2 separate regions of the Mus musculus genome follow, and region 1 is linked to region 2. A link is a contact called in public promoter capture Hi-C data. All regions are on one chromosome and are shown on one strand. The core of a region is the stretch at or near the end of the contact, and the rest is flanking DNA. Distances in the headings are between cores, read along the strand shown.

What was found. Promoter capture Hi-C pulls out the DNA fragments that hold promoters and counts their contacts.
Region 1: a promoter capture Hi-C map of cranial neural crest shows a contact between it and region 2. The contact joins the enhancer-like site here to the promoter of Taco1 in region 2. A contact is called at or near these places in 5 of 39 promoter capture datasets (cranial neural crest, embryonic stem cells, hippocampal neurons and 2 more), 4 of 484 Hi-C or Micro-C datasets (the AtT-20 cell line, the N1E-115 cell line, cortical neurons and 1 more), 6 of 115 datasets of contacts at active chromatin or transcription factors (astrocytes, embryonic hindbrain, extraembryonic endoderm stem cells and 3 more) and 2 of 9 other capture datasets (embryonic stem cells and liver).

The regions. Positions count from the first base shown.
Region 1 is chr11:105,350,199-105,357,287 of GRCm38.p6, forward strand. It overlaps Mrc2 (mannose receptor, C type 2), which reads left to right. Exons shown (of 30, transcript NM_008626.3): 30 at 1-947. Among named protein-coding and RNA genes, the nearest start is that of Mrc2, 61 kb to the left of the region's middle. Within about 2 kb of position 2,988, at least 67 of the 459 cell types and tissues checked have an H3K27ac peak or open chromatin away from gene starts, as enhancers often do. A contact at or near this core is called in the AtT-20 cell line, the N1E-115 cell line and extraembryonic endoderm stem cells, where this site is marked.
Region 2 is chr11:106,062,309-106,069,962 of GRCm38.p6, forward strand. Taco1 (translational activator of mitochondrially encoded cytochrome c oxidase I) reads left to right here and starts at 3,783. Exons shown (of 5, transcript NM_027346.2): 1 at 3,783-4,210; 2 at 7,198-7,304. The coding sequence starts at 3,940. It overlaps Taco1os (a long non-coding RNA gene), which reads right to left and starts at 3,733. Exons shown (of 3, transcript XR_003949781.1): 1 at 3,574-3,733; 2 at 1,837-2,988.

The DNA of each region.
Region 1 (7,089 bases), core at 1,738-4,237, 710 kb before region 2:
GTGTCACCTGGACCTGGACCCCATGGCAACTGGAGGCAATATGAGAAGGGACATGAGCTTATTCATGTCTTTTCCTCCCCAGATCCCTGAGCCTAAACCTGCTGACCTGCAGCCTAGGATTCTTTCCTATCTGTAGGCCTGGAAAGCCTGCCCCGTCCCTTGGGGTGGCTCTCTGTCACCTCTCCTACTCGGCTACATCAGCTCTGTCTCCTCACCCTGCCCTCGTGCCTTTTTTTCCACCCAGTGCCTCCTTCTGAGCCATGGCCCTGGGACTTGGGTGATCTCTCTCTCTCTCTCTCTCTCTCTCTCTCTCATTCTCTCTCTCTTTCTCTCTGGGTGGGGGTCAGCTGAAGAGGCTGGCCAAGCATCTGTCACTCCTGTGCCTGCTGGAATGGACCTAGGGTATGGCAGGAGGGAGCCTAGGTGGCTCAGGTGTACAAACCAGGGCACCGGTGTGGTGTCTGCTGGAGTAGAGATGGAACTTCGGAGAGACACCTTATCCACTCACAGGGTGTCATCTCCTGCTGGTCAGGGGAGGGCTCTGTCCTTGAAAGAGTCCCCTGTGGGGACCAAAATAAGTTCCCTAATGTCTCCGGCTTCTGGCTCTGGCTTGGAGAGAGGGAAGATGGTTTGGAGGGGGAGGGGCGCTGGTGAGGCTGTAACCTGGGACAGCACCAGGTGCTACCATCTGGTGTGGCCTAGGAGACCAACTCATGGAACCACTCAGCACCTTTTTCCAGAGGAGAGTCCCAGCCAGGATGGAGAGTGCCAGTCCCCGTGTCCCAGTGCAGGACGATGTGAACAAAAACTCAAAGCGGACCCTCTATTGTAGTTCTTGATTCTCGAAATGTGCTATTATTGTTTGTCTTTTTTTTTTTTTTTTTAAAGAAGGAAAAAGAGAAAAAGAATAGCAAACAAATAAAAACCTTCCAGAGGCTTGAGAAGTCAGCGTTTGTGCCTCCTTCTCTGCAGAGTCTGACCCCCGCAGCCCTGTAGGGACAGATGGCAGCTCTGTCCAGTTGTTTCTGTAGCCTGCCATTTTGCCTCTGAGCTTTTGGCTCTCCTCAGGAGACAAGTCGTCCCTGCCTACAAGCGTGTGAACTTGGGCACCTGAGCTCATTGTCCCATCAGCTTGAATAGGGCGTAGAGGATCTCCTAGGGTTGGGCTGTCGGAAAGATGCTTAAGGATGTGGTGAGTGTCCTTACCAAGTGCCTCTGAGTGCATGCAGTAAGCACTCCATAAATGCTAACTGCTACTCTTATTTCTAAAGTTTTTTTTTATTACATTGTGTGTGTGTGTGTGTGTGTGTGTGTGTGTGTGTGTGTGTGTGTGCGTGTGTGTGTGTAGGGTGAGCAATATGAATACCTGGACCAGAGTGGGAGCAGAGGGTCCCTAATGTCTCAGAGGACCGACAGGGTGACTGCAGGAGTGTGGCTGAGTGGGTGCAGGCCAGGACGCAGTGGCATGGTGGATACTGTAAGGAAGGCTGCCAGTGGGAATGGCTGATCTGATCTTTAACAAGTTCATTGTAACCGCGGTAAGGGACACAGACAATGGATGGGAGATGGGGGAGGGGAAGCAGAGGAAGCCCTTGCAATCATTAAGACCTCAGAAGATGGTGGCTGGTTTGGCCTGGAACACTAGCGGTGGTTTAGAGGCGTTGTGCGTTCTCAGGCTTACCCTGTCCAGGACTTTTAAAATCTTAGTTCTACTTGTTTTGGATAGGCAGTGTGGTCATGTGGTTCAGAGCCTAAAGGAGTGAAAAGAATACATAAAGACACCCATTGAATGTTCTCGCTCCTTCCCTTGCCCATCCACCCTGGACGCTCCTGCCATGATGGTTTTCCGAGTCTCTTTCCAATGTTTGATTCAGGCTGGGGGAAGCCACTAGGAAACATGGGATCTGGATTGCCCAGGGGGACAGCAGATCAGCTGCTTTCTGCCGGGATCAGATGTGCAGGATGAATGGGTGGGACCGCCCAAGACAGAAGAACTCTAGAGAGTCCGTGAGCTGCATTCCTGAGTGTGTGTGTGTGTGTGTGTGTGTGTGTGTGTGTGTGTGGGCTCCTCCAGCTGTCCCTACTCTGCAGCTCTCACAAGACCCATGGGAGATAGGTAGGCCAGGCATTCCGGAAGGGACGGAAGGGACCGTCAATCCAAAGTAAGGTCCTTAATGATTAACCCACTTTACCTTCAAGTGATTTGCTCTCCAAACAGAGGCCAGAGTAGCCCCTTTGTGAGTCGAGTGCTTTGCTACTAGCTGTGGCTCAAGGGTTGCTCTTCAGGCTGCTGGGAGCGGCTCTGAGGGCAGGGATGCCAGTGACCATTGCCCTGAGAGAGAAGGAAGCAGCGTGGTAAAAAGCAGTGTGAGCTCTATTGGGTCATTTGAGTAGTTGAAGGAATGAGGCTCCAAATGTCCAGTGCCACCCATCTATTTGAGAGAGAGACAGAGAGAGAGAGAGAGAGAGAGAGAGAGAGAGAGAGAGAGAGAGCATGTGCATGCCAGCAGCTGACTGGGTAAGCAAGCCTACTGACCCCAGCAGCCCCAGAAATCTACCTATCTGTACCCCCAAGAGTTACGAGCATAGGCAGCTGCTGCTCCTGGGTTTTATGTGGGTGCTGAGGATTCGAACCCAGGCCCTCACCCTTCCAGGGCAAGCATGAATTGACTCCCCAAACCTTGACAAGTTAATTTTTCCTTTTCTTTCTCTGGTGACTGGAGTCTTGCCAGAGGCCACATTCAATCCAAGTTTGTCCTACAGCCTCTTAGGCCTGGGGGCTCCCCAGAGAGTATGTTCTAAGCCTTCCTGCAGAAGAGTTAGGGAATGTTCCCGTAGTTCTCTGAGTGGTCAGGAAGAAGGCTCTGGACCTGGCCACTTGCCCTCTGGCTCCCAGCCAGTTCTAGTTTTAGAACATGTGACAAGGACTTCTATCTTCTGGTGGGGCTCAGTTCAGTTGACCACGAAGCATCTCTTCTGTGTGCCAGGTTCTCTGCGGAGCCTGCTGAGTGGCAGATGGCCTGAGACCTGTCCCAGGCCTGAGCGAAGGGCACTGTCTACCAGGCACGGAGCCCAGCTTTCCCTTGCAGGTCTGAACTGGCCCAGCTTCGAGCACCTGAATATTCAGTGACAGCTCAATGAATCCATGAATGAATGGGAAGACAGGGCAGCTCTCCAGAGAACAGCATTCCCCTATCTCCTATCAAAGCAGAGATGGCCTCCTCCCAGGTACCCTGGCAGAGCAGGCCTGGCCCAGTGGGCAGCTCTCTGAGGCCACAGGGGCAAGGAGCCAGCCAGCCTCACCACATGGCTATCCTGGAACAGAGCCGCCCAAACCTGGTCAAGCTGCCTGGACCAGTGGGGCAGGAGTCTCTGGCAGACCTGAGGTAAAGAACTAGCATCGTGAGGGAAGGCAGAAAGGAGACACTCAGGGAAGTCAGAAGAGGACAAATGAGGGATTGAAGAGGGTCCAGCATGAGAAGAAAGTGCCCAGATCTTCCCGCAGGCCTGACTTTCCTTAGGAGGGTGTTGCCAAGAGGCCTCAGGGAACTGCTGACTTCAGTCTTTGGCTCCCATCAGAATCAGCTCCATTGCATCAAAGGGGAGGGGCTGGCTTTAACCCTTCCTTGTCTGAAAAGCAAGTAGTTACAGACACTAGAAAGAGGTCTGAGCAACTGCCAGGCACCAAGGTTCAAGGCCATGTATTCAGAGAAGCCAAATACTGAATTTATCAGTTGGCTGGTGGCTTTTCTGGGGATCCCAGGCAGTGACACTTTTCTAGTTCCATCCATACTGTCTTACTTCCAGACACCCCTGAGGTCTGTGGGGTGTCTAGCTGTCCATAGGGGAGACACCTGGCCCTCTGTTACTGTGGGGTGTCCAGCTGTGTGTGTGCGTGTGTGTGTGCGTGTGTGTGTAGACACCTGGCCCTCTGTTACTGTAGGGTGTCCAGCTGTGCCAGGCAGGGGGAGACACCTGGCCCTCTGACACTGTAATTCCATCAGCTTCTGCAGATTTGCACTGTCCTCCTCCCTTGGAATTTGAGGAAAGTGCGAGGTGTCCTCCACGATAAGGACAACAAACTGTTATTAGACACAATCTCCCCTTGCTATTCCAGTGGGTTCATTCCACGATCTGCTGCTGCTCTCTATATGCACGGCTGTCCAAGTCCAAGCCCCTTGTATAAAATGCATTATATAAATAGTATCGTATATAGTCTCCATTCCCTCATATATGTTAAATAAATGCTCGAAAACCTGGTCCTCCCTGTTGGTCAGCCCTCTCCTACCACCTCAGTTTCCCTCTCCTGGACTCCACAAGCCATTAAAAACCTTGTTCTCTTCTCGCTTCCTTGGCTTTGTGCTACTGTTGTTAATGCTGTGAGTGTGGGTGTTTTGCCTGTGCATGTGTTTGTGGACCACACACAGGCTTAGTGTCTATGGAGGCCAGAAGTGGGAATTGGATATCGTAGAACTGGAGTTACAGGTGGTTGTGAGGCACTATGTGGGTGCTGGGAATTGAAACCTAGGTCTATTGGGTGAGCAGCCAGGGCTCTTGACTGCTGAGCCCTCTCTGCAGCCCTTCTTCCAGGGGCCTTTGTTGCAAGTGCTGGCTCTGAGACCCCTGAAATCCCTGCCTGGAGCTGATAGCGAATGCTATCTGTTCTCTTTGTCACAGAGCTCACGGGTTGGGTGCATGGCTTTGCTCAATAGACTTAACAGATACTATGAACTTCAGAGGGCTACTTGAGTCACACAACCTCCCAAAGGTAAGCTTCCTCCCAGGCAACACAGGGTTAATAACACAGGTTGATTGTGAGGGCTGCAGCCAGAGTCAAGGGCTCATTTATCCCCATGGTAAGTTCACAGGAAGTGCTCCCTAAGTGGGGCCCACAGGCTCACTTCACCTCCATGTGCGTCTCTCTCTATGGAAACCTCTGTCCAGGTGCCTCCTCCTCTTTATGGGCTCTCATCCTGGTGCATAATTAGCTGATGTGGTATGGCAGTTGTGATGCTGGCCATAGGTTTGGTTTGTGTCTGTGGTTTGGTGGTAGTTGCGCTTGCCTGGGTTCAATTCCCAACAGTGAGAAAGCTTGAGAAGATTCTGGGACCCACCCAGGGCTCTTCAATCTCGCTCTGATGGAGTCGCTGATTCACAGAGGGAAAGATGGCCCCGTACAACCTGCCTCTTTACAAACTTTTTACTGATTCTTTTTGAGTTTCACACCACGCACCCCAATCCCACTCATCTCCCCATCCCCTCATATCTGTGTTCCACCCCTGCAACCTCTGTCCCCAAATAAAAAGCAAAGACATCCCATTCTGGAGGCTGTAGTGTGTCACAGAGGTCATGAGCAGGAGAGCCAACCCCTGCCTTTTGATCAATGATGAAACATGACCCTTTGAATACCAAGAAGTCAAAAGCAGACCTGTGGGTTGCTGGAGCCAGAGGTAGACACGAATTCTCAGTGTCTCTCTCATGGCTGACTTCATTGGAAACAATCCTGGTTATCTGGGTAAATCCTTGAAATCATTTTATATAGAAAAGAACACAGTTTTCAATAAAAGTTTTTTTTAGGCCAGGCAGTGGTGGTGCATGCCTTTAATTCTAGCACTCAGGAGGTAGAGGCAGATCTCTGTGAGTTTGAGGTCAGCCTGGTCTATAGAGCAAGTTCCAGGATAGCCAGGGCTACTGATAGAGAAACCCTGTCTTGAAAAACAAAAAAGCAAAACAAATTTTTTTGATGTGTAATATGTGTATCAGCGTGTATGCCATTGGTTGTGTACCGCGTGCCTGAGTGTGAAACCCAGAAGTCTACACTGGGTGCCTTCCCCTGTTGCTCTCTGCCTTGTTTTTGTAGAATGGGTCTCTTACTGAACCTGGGCTGGCTGAACAAACAAAATTCGTGCTGAGATTACAGACAAGCATGGACAGGCTCAGCTTTTTGTGTGGGTGCCAGGGACCCACACTCAAGTCTTCATGCTTTCACAGTGGGCGCTTTACCCACTGAGCCATCTTCTAGCCCCTCAATGACTTACTGGTGAAAACCTTTGGGTTTCTCAGCCTTCCTAATGCTGAGACCCTTTAATACAGTTCCCCATGTTGTGATGACCCCCAAGCATAACATTATTTCATTGTTACTTCATAGCCGTTGCTACCGTTATGAATTGGAATATAAATATCTGATGTTCAGGATATCAGATATGTGACCCCCAAAGGGGTCGGAAACCATAGGTTGAGACCTGCTGGTCTGGGTGGAGCTGCCTGAACACGTCTTACAGAAGACTGGAGCTGGCAGGATGTTGACATAGCCACTTTGGCCTCCAGTCAGCTCTCGGTAAAACTTTATTTTCATTGGGAGCCGAGATCTTGCTGTGTTATCTAGCCTAGACTTCCTGTGCTCAAGGCTGGGAGTACAGAGAAGCAGGGGGGCTTGTGAAAGACCCTGGGGTTCATCCTCAGGCCAGAACAAAGCAAAATGTTACCTCCTGGGCGTAAAGAATCCTGTCTCCCATTCTGAAGCAGCAGAGACTGTGGGCTTTGAATAATCATCATTATATACATTTATATAATCATGACTTGCAGTGCTAGGGATACCAACCCAGGACCCTGGGCAAGCACTCTACTCACTGAGCTAGATCTTTAGTGCTATAGGACTTCGATCTAATTTTGTTTGAGATGGTCTCATGTAACCCAGGTTGGCTCCAAATTTGTTACATAGTAGAAGGTGGCCTTGAGTTAAAATTTTTTCCCCTCACTATTGTAGGGGTTGGGCATCCATGTATCACAGGCATGTGGAGGTCAGAGGGCAACTTTGTAGAGTCCAGTTCTCAATCTCCACCCTTAGGTTATGTAGTACGTACCTGTCACTGTGATAAAACCAAGGCCACAGAGGAGGACAGAGTTTGTTCCAAGTTACACTTTCATGTTCCAGTCCATCACTGAGGGAAGTCAAGGTAAGAACTCAAGGAACCTAGAGGCCAGAGCTGAAGCAGAGACCGTAGAAGAATTATGCTTACAGCTTTGTTCCCCACAGCTTCCTCAGTCCGAGTTAAGAAATCACCAGACCTACCTACCCAGGGGTGACAA
Region 2 (7,654 bases), core at 2,533-5,032:
CCATGACCAAGGTAGCTTATGTTTACTGATGCTTATGGATCCAGAGGGTTAGAGTCCATGATCACCATGGAAGGGAGCATGGCAGCAAGCAGGCAGGCACTGGAGCAATAGTTAAGAGCTTACATCCATCCTGATCTGCAAGTTGGAGGCTGAGACCCAACTGGAATGGTGTGGGTTTTTGGAACTCCAAAGTCCACCTTTAGTGACACACCTCTCCTAACACGGCCATACCACCTAATCCTTTATAAAGGGTTGTGCTAACAGAGGACCAAGCATTCAAACATAGAGACTTTTGAGGGCCAATTCCTTTCAAACCACCACACTAGGATGTTTTCTAAATGAAGGAAATCACTCACAAAGAACACATACTACATACTTCCATTACTATAAAATGTTCAACAGAAGCATACTCATGGAGCCAGAAGTCAGCTGTCTGGACCTGTGATGACTGAGGAGGAGAGAGACTAATAATGAGTACAGAGTTCAGGCAAAGAGGCTAAGTCAGGATGATGAATACATGGTGAATATACTAAAAATCATCGCACACATTACATGGGTGTCCTGTATTATTTGTAGAGTGTCAATCAAGCTTAAGATCAAAACAACACCTTTAATCCCAGCACTTGGGAGGCAGAGGCAGGCAGATTTCTGAGTTCGAGGCCAGCCTGGTCTACAAATTGAGTTCCAGGACAGCCAGGGCTATACAGAGAAACCCTGTCTTGAAAAACCAAAAAAAAAAAAAAAAAAAAAAAAAAACCCAACTACCGAGTAATCTGCCTGCCTCTGCCTCCAAATGCTGGGATTAAAGGTGCGTGCCACCACCGCCCGGCTGACAACCTGAGTTTGAAACCACTACTAAACATGAGTCACATGACAGAAGGAGAGAACTGACTGCCACAAGTTGCACACACATGATTAAGAAGATCTAGCTGGAGACTATGCCGGGGCCTAGCAAACACAGAAGTAGATGCTCACAGTCAGCTATTGGATGGATCACAGGGCCCCCAATGGAGGAGCTAGAGAAAGCACCCAAGGAGCTAAAGGGAACTGCAACCCTATAGGTGGAACAACATTATGAACTAACCAGTACCCCGGAGCTCTTGTCTCTAGCTGCATATGTATCAAAAGATGGCCTAGTTGGCCATCACTGGAAAGAGAGGCCCATTGGACTTGCAAACTTTATATGTCCCAGTACAGGGGAACGCCAGGGCCAAAAAGGGGGAGTGGGTGGGTAGGGGAGTGGGGGGTGGGTGGGTATGGGGACTTTTGGGATAGCATTGGAAATGTAAATGAGGAAAATACCTAATTAAAAAAAAAAGATCTAGCTGGGCAGTTGAGTTGCAGGTTTTTAATTCCAATGCTTGGGAGGCAAAGACAGATGGATCTTTGTGAGTTCAGGTCAGCCTGGACTACAGAGTGAGTTCCAGGACAGTCAGGACAACACAGAGAAACCCTGTCTTAAAAAAACAAAACAAAAATAGAATTTGAAGGAGTAGAGAGTGTAGAAATGGCTCAGCAGTTAAGAGTACTTGTAAGACACCCACACATATAAAATATAATCATTGAAGATTTTTTTAAATGAGTGTTTGCAGCATGTGTATGCAGTACCTACAGAAGTGGGAGGCGGGTATTGGATCCTCTAGGACTGGAGTTACAGAGGCTGTGAGGCTCCTACCCGATGTCTCTGCAAGAGCAGCAAGTGCTTTAAATGCTGAGCCATCGCTCCAGCCCCCTGGAGCTGAGTCCTGAAGAATGATTTCACCAGAAGAATGAAGGATGTCCTTCATAATGAAGGAGACTCAAGAGAAACAAAAGAGGCAAAGAATTCGTACTCACTCCCGGTAGCAGTGGCGTGGGCTTTTAGTCTTGGCACTCAGCAGGCAGAGGTGTATGAATCTCTGAGTCGGAAGCCAGTATGCTCTGCACAGTCAGTTCCAGGACAGCCAGGGCTCCACAAAGAAACCCTGTCTCAAAATACAAAACACGGGCTGGAGAGATGGCTCAGCAGTTAAGAGCACTGACTGCTCTTCCAGAGGTCCTGAGTTCAATTTCCAGCACCCACATAGTGGCTCACAACCGTCTGTAATGGGATCTGATGCCCTCTTCTGGAGTGTTTGAAGACAGCTACAGTGTACTTACACATAATAAATAAATCTTAAAAAAAAAAAAAAGAACTCAGGTTGTGCTTGGTGGCTGCCAGCTGCTATTCTGGAACTAGGAAGGAAACACAAGGATAATCTAACAGCTAACATAATGCCCTCCCATAGACATACATGAGAATGAAAGGTAAGTAGATTAATTTTGGACATATCCACTAAGAATATAAAATCTGGGGTCTGGAGAGATGGCTCAGTGGGTAGGAGCACTGACTGCTCTTCCAAAGGTCCTGAGTTCATATCCCAGCAACCACATGGTGGCTCACAACCATCAGTAATGAGATCTGATGCCTTCTGGTGTGTCTGAAGACAGCTACAGTGTACTTATGTATAATAATAAAATAAATCTTTTAAAAAATAATATAAAATCTGTGTCCGTGCCCTTCCCCTCATCCTGCTTATTCAAGGCCATTGTAGAAGGAAACAGAAAGTAAAGAACTTGCCCAAGGTTGCACTACTAAATGGCAGAAACACACTTTGAATTCATCCAGCCTAACTTTAGAGAGCAAGACTTCAAACTGCCTTCACACTGACCTGCTTTTTTAAATGTGTTACGCTCTTGAGACTTAATTCACCCCCCCCCTAGAGAGCTCTTAAAGAGTTTCAAGCAGCTGCTACATTATTTTTTCTTTATTTTTCCATAGTGTCCTTTTTCTCTTGTTTTCTCTGCCAAGAGAACCGATGGTGGAAGGGGCTGGAGAAATAGCTCAGCAGTTAAGGATATTGGTTGCCCTTCCAGAGGACCCAGGTTCAATTTCGATTCTCCATGTGACAGCTCACAACCATCAGTTCCAGGCTATCTTGATGTCAACCTTGGCGGCGGTTTCTTTATCTGTAAAATAAATATCTGAGAACACCAGGCACACATGTAGCGCACAGACATACATGCAGTCAAAACAACCATACACATATATTAAAAATACTTAAACTAATTTTAAAACAACAGATGGAAAACGAAGATAGCAGTTTGACTCAAAGGCTGGCCCGATCTTTTGTCCAGTATGGGTTGGCAAAACAGGCAATGCCATCCTTGTTTACAGAAATGAAATCTAAATCAGAAAGTTTTAAATGACTGGGCAAATCGCTTCTCGTCGGCTGGTGGGGTAGTGGCTTATTTTGTTTGGTTGTTTTTTTTTTTTTTTTTTGTCGTTGTTTGTTTTAATTAAAGTTTTTGCTTTTTTTTTTTTTTTGAGACAAAGTCCTAAGGTTTCCTTCGCCTCTTAAGTGCTGGAATCACAGACATGGCCTGCCACGCCCAGCATTTAGTACTTTTTTGTTTATTGCTTCCTTTTTTTAAACAGGCAACCTTGGCGGCGGTTTCTTTATCTGTAAAATGAACCGACTGAACTACATATTTCTTTTTCAACCAAACAATTCTTATTCTGGACTTGCTCAGTTAGGAAGGAAAGTCAGTCACCTGAATCTCTCCGGGAAGGTGATCTGTCGTTTCCAAGCAACCGGGAGCAAAGAAGGGTTGCGTCACTCCTGGCAGGGGCGGGGTTGGAACGAGTACCGCGAGGCAGCGGAACCAACTTTGCAGAATCCGGGAACGTCTTTTTGCGGCGGACCGGGCAAAGGAAGTGTACTGCACCATTTAGGGTCCCCGCGCCCGGCTCCTTCGCGGTCACTCAAGGCAGTGCAGCGTCAGGAAGAGCCGAACCTCTGAGTTTCTGGAGAGCTGTAGCAGCGGTCTGAACGTCCAGACCGGGTTGTTCCGGGGCCGGACTAGACGGGCTGATTTTAGCTGCTCATCTTTGCACCGCGCAGCCCCTTGTCGAAGCAGATGATGTCTTGGGCTGCCGCCAGCCTGAGAATGACCGCTGTCCCGTGCTTTCGTGTGCGATGCCTCGGGTTCCGCGTGGGTCCTTGGGGCGCCTCCCAGCATGCAAACCCCGGCTGTGGTGCAGCGCCACACAGGACGCTGCATGTCAGCGCGACGGCCTCGGCGGGACACAATAAGTGGTCTAAAGTCCGGCACATCAAGGGCCCCAAGGACATGGAAAGGAGTCGAATCTTCTCTAAACTCACTCTCAGTATCCGCCTGGCGGTTAAAGGTGAGAACCTGGTAGTCCTCACTGCTGGTCACTGAAGCTCTTTAGGTGCCTAAGGCTTCATTTAGGACCGTCCCCCCAACCCCCAGTTGTCATAATTGTCCTACTCATAACCCTCAAAGCACTTACTTACACTGGATATACCTGTTTTCCTTTTCAAAGACCTTCAGAGACCCGCCCTTAGATAAAAATGACTTCATCTAAGGGTATAGTTAGAAGGTACTTCATAGAAATACGCCTTAAGAAAGTGTGGCAGCGCGGCCGGCTTGCCCGATTTCCGCGAGTTGGTTCTGTCGGTGCCGGTCGCGGGTTCCCGTGTCGTTCCGGTCTTTTTCCGCTCCCGAACCTTTGTTTTATTTTGCCGGGCGAGGTGGCGCATGCCTTTAATCCCAGCACTCAGGAGGCAGAGGCAGGCGGATTTCTGAGTTCGAGGCCAGCCTGGTCTACAAAGTGAGTTCCAGGACAGCCAGGGCTACACAGAGAAACCCTGTCTCGAAAAACAAAAAACAAAAAACAAACAAACAAAAACAAAAAACAAAAAAAGAAAGTGTGGCAGAAGCCGGAGGCCTCGAACCAGACCAATAATTCATGGCAATGGACATTTGCAAGTGAAGCTGTTTGGACAAAAGAATATCCAGTGTGACACTCCACAACACCGCAGCTTCTGCTTCTACATCAGGGATGGGTTTGGTTTGGTTTTGTTTAGGGGAGGGAGACTGCAAGCGTGGAGAGGATGGATCTGGAGGGATGACAGGATCAGTGTGAGATTGGGGTGCATGATGCGAAATTCACAAAGAATCGATTTAAAAAGTTAAAGATATTTATCAAATAAAATGACTGGAAGAGGGAAAAGGAAAAAATAAAGCATAAAGAGTCAAGTCAGGGCTTGGAGAGATGGCTGGGCGGTTAAAAGCACTTGCTGCTCTTGCAGAGGACCTGGGTTTGTTTCCCAGCACCCATGTGACATCTAACAACTACCTTAAACTTCAGTTCCAAGGTACCCAATGTTCTCTTCTGGCCTCCTCAGGCACTGCATGCATCATGCATGCAAGCACATGAGCAGGTCTTGTAAGGAAGAAAGAGAAAGAAAGTGCCTTTCTTGAAGGGACTAACCATGCGCTCTGCAGCTGCTTCTACTACCACTGAAGGTTGGGACAGGCATGCTGAGACAAGCCATTTCTCGCTTCCTTTTCCCTCATCAGAGCTCCTAAGACATTTCCTTGGAAAGTCAGTTTTGGAACCATGCGTCGCTTCAGTGATTCTCACTTCGGTGTCAGGCTGGTAGAAGTAGAGGGGGGAAAATCCTATGAAAAGTGTGGACCTGGAGTTAGGAAGATGTGAACGATGTATTGGCTAGGTTGATTCAATGCCCTTCAACCCGTGGCTTAACTACTGAATTTTAATTTTCTGTAAAGCAAGGACAATACCCACTTTGAGGTGGCTTGCGGCATGCAAAAGGCAATAAGCTAATGTTAATTTATCCCTACAACTTGTGTCTGATGCTTCTCTTTGCTTCCTTTTCTAAGGAAGTTTTGATTTAACCAACATTATTTTTGACCCAGGAGGGGATACTACAGAGAACATCCTGTATAGTCCCCCTCCCCCAGAGGCTGAACAGAGGCTGAGCCCAGTCCTATGTGAGCACTTCAGGGAGTGCATTAACTCAGACAGTAAGAGCAAGTATCTTAACACTCAACTGTTTCAGCTGACAGAAATGGAGTTTGCTGAAACCCTGCAACATGATAACTATCCCTCAAGACAGACTGAATTAGGAACTTCTTATCCAGGTTGGGTTTCTAGCCCAGGCATAAAGCCCAGTGTTCAGCATGGATGAGGCCTTGAATTCCATCGCCTGTACCCACCAATAAAGAAACTTCTTCCCTAAAATAGTTCTCCTTATTCCAATAGAATCACTAAATCAAGTACTTTCTGTTTGTTTGTTTGTTTGTTTGTTTGTTTATGACAGAGTCTCACTCTTTTTTTTTTTTGTTTGTTTGTTTGTTTGTTTGTTTTGAATCATGGTTTCTCAATGTAGCCCTGGCTGACCTGGAATCTGCCTCTGCCTCCTGAGTGCAGGGTTTGAAGGTGTTCAGCACCATGTCCAGCCAGAATCTCACTCTTAACTGAAACGGACCCAGAACTCATTATGTAGTTCACATGCTGAGCCTCTGGAGTGGTGGGGTTACGGGTGTGCGCCAATATGCTTATCTAGATTAAATACTGTGTGTGTGTGTGTGTGTGTGTGTGTGTGTGTGTGTGTGTTGTGCCAGCCACAGCACACATGGAAATCAGAGGACAACTTTATTTTTGTTTTGTTTTGTTTTCGAGATAGGGTTTCTCTGTGTAGTCCTGGCTGTCAACTCACTTTGTAGACCAGGCTGGCCTCGAACTCAGAAGTCCGCCTGCCTCTGCCTCCCAAGTGCTGGGATTAAAGGCGTGCACCACCACAGCCTGGCAGAGGACAACTTTCTGAAGCTGATTCTCTCCTTCCTCCTATGAGTAGATTGTAGGGATAGACCTTAGGTCACTAGGCTTGCACATTAGGCAATTTTACCACCATCTCTCTGGCTTTTTTATTTTTAATTCAGGGCTCTTTCTAGCCTAGAGTTTACCAAATAGACAGCCTAGCTGGCTAGTGGTCACAGGATCTGTATCTGCCTGCCTGGTTCTGGGATTATAAACTGGTGCTGGCATTTTCTTATATGTGGGATCTAGGGATCAAATTCTGATACTTTTGTCCTCTGCCAGGCTGTGGTGGCACACACCTTTAATCCCAGCACTTGGGAGGCAGAGGCAGGCGGACTTCTGAGTTCGAGGCCAGCCTGGTCTACAAAGTGAGTTGACAGCCAGGACTTTACACACCTCATTATAATGTTAGTATTCTGACAAAGAGTCATTTCTCATTGCTTTGGGGTTGGAGAGGGTGGAAACCACTTGTTTCTCCTATACTGTGGTGAGAGGCTTTTGATCATTCTTCTCTCCTTATCCAGAGGGAGGCCCTAACCCTGAGAACAACAGCAGCCTGGCCAACATCTTAGAGTTGTGTCGCAGCAAGAATATGCCCAAGTCAACCATCGAGTCAGCACTGAAGACAGAGGTGTGTCCTTAGACATTATTCACCACAGCCCCCAGAGAGTATATGTTTGGAAAGCCACCACAGACTCCTTAAATTGTCAGGGGGGAAGGGTAGGAACATGGCTGACAAGTTCAACCCAGAGACCTTTGGGGATTCTCTACCCTTGGCCTTTAGTTAGAGTAGTGGTTCTCAACCTTGCTAACTCTGTGACCCTTTCATACAGTTCCTCACGTGTTGGGGACCCCCCCCCCCAACCATAAACTTATCTCGTTACTACTTTATAACTGTAATTTTGCTACTGGTATGAATTGTCATGTAAATATCTGTATTTTCTGATGTTCTTAGGCAAGCCCTGTGAAAGGGTCATTTGC